2 separate regions of the Rattus norvegicus genome follow, and region 2 is linked to region 1. The links are chromatin contacts, called in public Hi-C maps. All regions are on one chromosome and are shown on one strand. The core of a region is the stretch at or near the end of the contact, and the rest is flanking DNA. Distances in the headings are between cores, read along the strand shown.

The links. Hi-C and Micro-C count contacts between places; a contact is called where the count stands out from the background.
Region 2: a Hi-C map of the A7r5 cell line shows a contact between it and region 1, with 4 times the contacts expected there. The contact joins two enhancer-like sites. A contact is called at or near these places in 4 of 12 Hi-C or Micro-C datasets (the A7r5 cell line, kidney and psoas muscle).

The regions. Positions count from the first base shown.
Region 1 is chr14:90,600,538-90,603,346 of GRCr8, forward strand. Ddc (dopa decarboxylase) reads right to left here. Exons shown (of 15, transcript NM_012545.4): 13 at 231-332. Among named protein-coding and RNA genes, the nearest start is that of Fignl1, 11 kb to the left of the region's middle. Within about 2 kb of position 1,559, at least 11 of the 93 cell types and tissues checked have an H3K27ac peak or open chromatin away from gene starts, as enhancers often do. A contact at or near this core is called in the A7r5 cell line, where this site is marked.
Region 2 is chr14:90,736,118-90,738,817 of GRCr8, forward strand. The region is part of intron 4 of Grb10 (growth factor receptor bound protein 10); the gene reads right to left. Among named protein-coding and RNA genes, the nearest start is that of Ddc, 55 kb to the left of the region's middle. Within about 2 kb of position 1,389, at least 7 of the 93 cell types and tissues checked have an H3K27ac peak or open chromatin away from gene starts, as enhancers often do. A contact at or near this core is called in the A7r5 cell line, where this site is marked.

The DNA.
Region 1 (2,809 bases), core at 309-2,808:
TTGGCATTGGGTCAAGAGGAAAGCATCCAATCACATCAGAGGAAACTGGGCAGCAAGTCCATGGAGGAGAGTCTACTGGGCCAGTCAGCCAGCCAGCATGGCCTGCTAAGCACCACAGGTCATGTTCTGTAGCCCTTGGCAACTGGTACACAACATTGCTTGTGGATGTCATGAATAACACTTTATCTCGTTCAACAAAAACAAAGATGGCTGACATTGACATAACATACCTTTAGCCGGAAGCAGACCAACCCGAGGATGACTTCCGTGCAAATTTCAAAGCGAGGGTCCTGGCGTACCAGGGACTCAAACTCATGAGACAGCTTCACGTGCTGGAAAAAGGGAAGAGAGAGTTGCTGTCTTTCTCATCGTGACTTAAGCCTAACCCTGGCCACCCAGTACCTTGTAGGACTGTACACCCATTAGTTATTCACAAGTGCTGAGCCCTACATCCTCACCAGCACCTCCCACACAGGTTGAGAAGAAACTCATCTGCCCTATACCACAAGGATTCGAGTTTCCTCCGAAAACAAAAACAAAAAAAACCTCCTCATTTTCTTCCATCGTGGATCTATGTTTTAACCCCCCTCTCCTTGATAATTTTATAATAGACATTATAAAGAAGCAGTTGAACGATTCTAAAAGAAAGGAAAGCTACCTTGACCTCCTCGTGATAGTTTAAAAACATTGTAACAGAGCCTTACTAATTTGTAGATAGGAAAGAACCCAATGAGAGCAAGTGTCATAGAGAGGCCCTTAATCATACCTGGGCTCAGCTGAGAGTCACATCAGTTGTATCTGATGTGGACACTGGGGTATCGCTTCTGCAGGAAGTGGAGCAGTGGTTCCAGCCTGATTCCAATTTATAGGAAGGAATCGCCCTTACCCGCCACATTCGAGAACTGTGCACCCCTCCCTCTGGTTGTGATGGTGCGTGCCTGCGATCACAGCACCTGGAAGACCCTGTGAGTCTGAGGCCAAACCTGGTCCACATGCTAAATATAAGCCCCATAGGCCAACATACTAAGACCCCTATCTCCAAAATAATTAAATAATTTAAAAAAAAAAAAAAGCTACGTGATCACACCGAATGCACCAACTTATTTAATCTCTAGATGTTTAAAGAATTTAAAAACTGATTAAAACCACCTATGGACATTCGATCACTGTCCAAGGGCACACTTAGCTAATTGGAACCTCCTGGCACCCGCCTTAGCTTCCACAAGGCCCTCTTTGAGGAGCTGAAGCACACACACAAAGCTCGCTCCGTCCTGCATAAATGCCACAGAAGCAGCAATTTTCCCAACTCATCCCACCAGGGGGCACCAAAGATTCAGGACTAAAACGATCTTCGCCGAGCTCAAGCCTAGGAACACCATCTTTGCCCTTTCCTATAGTGTCCTGTGAAGGCTGGATTGGGGTCTTTCCAGAGAGAGGTGTGGTGTGTCTTTAACCTGGTACAGGCTAATCACAGTGAGCTGTCCCGAACTGAGAGTCATCGCCACCTTTGACTGATAAAACCACTCAGGGTTTCTTTCCTACTACACACAAGTTGACTCACCCTCCTTATCCCTTTTGCAATTGGATCAGGGACTCTCTAGAAATCGACACACACACTCTAGGTTTCTAGTAGCTTCTCACAGTGCGTGATGTTTGGGTACATTTCCTCACGACGGTTTTGTGATCTGGACCGATGCCAGTTCACGGCATGTGACAGGTACTCTGCGAACAAATGCTTTTCCGCGTCCTGTCATAGAAGGGGGGCCTGGGACATTCGGCCCCTGCCTTTGGCTGCACATCTGGTAATGCAGTGGGACTTGAGGGGAAAGCTGTCACCACCACAGGCTGGAAACCACAGGCATGCTTGCCTCATCAAGATGATGTTGTGGCTTAGAAAGGACTCAGCTGAAGTCATTGGGCCTCTGCGTCTCACTAAATGGGTAGACAAGGCCTGGCTCCTAGTCAGGCCTTAGCTTCCCCAGCTGTTGAAAAACTTAAAAAGTAGGGTAGTAGGGCTTAGAACCAATCGGTGGTTCCTCAACGTAGTTTAATGCATATCATAGTGACCTGAATGGCTTCTTGGAACAGAAGTTCTATACTGCCCAGGAAGGCTCCTTGAGACAAAAGAACTAGATGTTATCTATCCCAGTCAACTCAAAGGCTTTCTTAGTTTGGGAGCTTTGGGTTTCTGTTGTGTTTGCTGTTTTGTTTGTTGGCTTGTTTTGTTTCATTTTGTTCGGTGGTTAGCGGGGGAGAAAACATTAAGCTCTCACTATCAGTATGGCTCAGTCAAAACCGCTATTGAATGCATATGTGGAAAGCATTAGATTTACACAATGCCTTTAGTTAACTTCCTGGAGCCGATAGTCTATATTCTAATGAAAGTGTCTTAGAAGATACACAGGACCAGTTTGTGAGTGCCCTAATCATAAAGACCCAAACTACAGCCTGATTCCAACACTAGGATTGAAACGCGGTTTCAGACAACAGCAGACCATGGCTGCCCTCGCTCTCTTTCCAGCCTGAACTTTACAGCCCAGGGGCTGGGCTTCCCCTCCCCCAGAAGCTCTTTCCTATGTAATCCAGACATTTTGGCCTCTTGCTCCCCCCTCCCCCCCTCTGCATTCTCTCTCTCCCCTGCATGCATGCGCATGCTCTTTCTCTCCTTCTCTTCCCCCTCCCCTCTGTCTCCCCGCCTCATGGCGACTTCCCTGGCCTCGTTCCTTGGGACCAGTGAACCCGCCCCAGAGCTGCTTCCCAAGAAACCTGACTTTATTCAAACCTGGTTTGAATTGACTGGTTTCCCTGG
Region 2 (2,700 bases), core at 139-2,638, 140 kb after region 1:
CTCGTAGGAATCTAACAGAACCAGGCCAGGGGCTAGTCCCATCAAACCACATGACTGTCTAATTCATGGACCCCACTTGGACAGAGCTGTACCCCATCAGGTCTCTTACTCTGTAGAGGGTAGACTTTCTCTTCTGGGACTTTTCTGAGGTCTGAAAAGCCCCGAAGAGCTCTGGCTGTTCAGTAGAACATATCTAGCCTAGTTCAGGGGAGGGCACCACTGAAGACATGCTCAGACCCCGCGGTCACCAGGCCTGCCATGCCAGTACTGTCCTGTGCACCACCGGAGATGCTCAAGGCTTCCTGACCCCATCTTCCTCCCTTTCTCTGTTCTTCAAGCTCTTCCTCCATCCTCATTATACCTCTCCTCCACTCATTAAACAACTTTATTCCTTATATTGAGGAATATACTTAGAAACCAAAAGCAAAGAGAAAGTGTCAACTGTCTTATTGTTACAGTTTGAACTGAGTGTCTCCAAAGGTCCATGTGTCCAGGACTTGGTCCTTAGACTGGTGAAATTTAGAGAATGGAAGCTTTGGGTGGTCAGTCACTGTGGGCAATCTCTTCAAGGAGACATTGTGGAATTGAGTTCTTCCTCTCAGTGCCTCGATTAACAGCAGCACCCCCACACCAAGGAGGGCCGTGTGATCTTGGACCAGACCCTCCATAACTGAATCAAAATAACCTTTCTTTTTATCTTTAGAGGTTTGTGCCTCAAGTCTACTTTGCTGTAGTGGTGGCAGGCTAACACAATTATTGATAAAACACTGTTTTGTCGTGACTCAATGATCAGAACTCATATTTATATTCCAGAGTTACATGAAAAAGGAAATACTGTCACTTCCCCTTTCAAGTATTTATGATATTGGTGCCACTGATCTGGTTCCTTTCCAGGGCTCAGTGGAGAAAGTGGGGATGGTGTGAACAGAAACACTCCCAGGGATAAAAGCCGAGGAATGCACTGCTCATGTAAACGAATCCAAGATGCCAGGACTCTAAAACCGTTAGGAACCTACCGCTTTGACTGAGCACAGCATGTCTGTGTATGAAATTACAAGAAGGAAACTACTTTGAGGTAAGGTGAAAGATAAACAAGTAGTCATTTGCATGTAGTTGTCTAGAGAACCTGAAGACATGTAATTATTAACCTCTCCAGATGAGGTCAACATCTGTATTCTCTTTCCTAGACGTGTGGAGACTTGGCACTCGTGGCCACGAGAGAGAGAGTTTACTCCATTCCCTCTGCTGAACACACTCAAAATACCCTGCTGGCTTCCCTCCAGGGATTCTCCTCATTCTTATGTTTGTTCTGACTCCACTCAGGCTGGTTAAGAGGGTGAGGTGAATGTCTGGGAGACAAGTACCCAGACATAGATGAGGGGGGAGGGATAAGAGAGGAGGGAGGTGCCATGCTGGGAAAAAAGATACCTCACAGCACAGGCGCACATGTGAACAAGGGCGAGTCTCAGCCAGCAAGGCAGTTTTATACTTAGCCTAATGCCTGCCTCTAGAGTGGAGAGGCTAATTAAGGCTCGGTAGTGGTGCTGAACACTTCCCAGCTGTATGGGATACCCTCAGCTAAGACAAAAAGCTTTCACCTCTGTTCTAAACCAGGAGGAGCCACCAGAGGTGTGGAGTGTGGGAAAAAACACATTCTTAGTTGCTCATAGGGCCTACCTTAAATGTGTGTAATTTTAAGTTTCTTTAGTCTGGGGACTATTTGCATATGCACAATGAGGTTACCTGGGGAGGAGACTGAGTCTAAATGTAAAGTTTAGTTTCAAGAGAGGACTAATCTTTAGCTTGAAGGTTCTTTTATATAATAAAACAATAACTTTAATATGTTAATAGTTTAATGAAGTAGCAAAAGTGGAGTGTTCCATTTGTGGCCTCATGTTGGAGTCTGAGGCATTTCAGATGCCACTTTTGGATGAGAGATGCTTAGCCTGCGTCTATAAAGAGCAGATATTCACATGCTGTGGGTGTAACAAGCTGCCTCCCCACCCCCACACCCCAAGGTGAATTGTGGGTTCTAATGCTAACACAGGGAAGAGTGCTCTTTGAGGGCAAGCAAGATGGCAAGCCCAGCCACTGCAAAAGGGATGCGAGCCTGTTTTCTGATGCTGAAAATAGAACACTGACCAAAAGCAACTTGGTGGGGAAAGGGCTACTTGACTTATAACTAACTCCAGGTCCCAGCCTATCACTGTGGGAAGTCAGGCAAGAGTTCAGTACAGGAACAATGGAGGAACATTCACTCAGCCAGCTTTCCTTATAGTTCAGACCCATTTGCCTCTGGATGGGGCTGCCCAGGCATGGGCCAGGCCCTTCGACATCAATCACCAGTTAGGACAATCTCTCACAGACATGGCCACAGGCCAATCTGATCTGGGCAATCTCTGAACTGAGCCTCCCTTCAGATGACTCTGGGCTGTGTCAAGTTGACAGCTGAAACTAACTAGGACAGAAGCTAATCAGGTAAAACGTTCACTAGCTGGCGACGTTCCCATTTTCTAATGAAATTTAAAGCCGAACCATCAAGTAAGAATTCGCAAATCAATTTTCCCAGGACAATGATTTCTGGTTTCTAGCAGACGCAGAGGCTTTTTCTTCTTCTTCTTCTTCTTCTTCTTCTTCTTCTTCTTCTTCTTCTTCTTCTTCTTCTTCTTCTTCTTCTTCTTCTTCTTCTTCTTCTTCTTC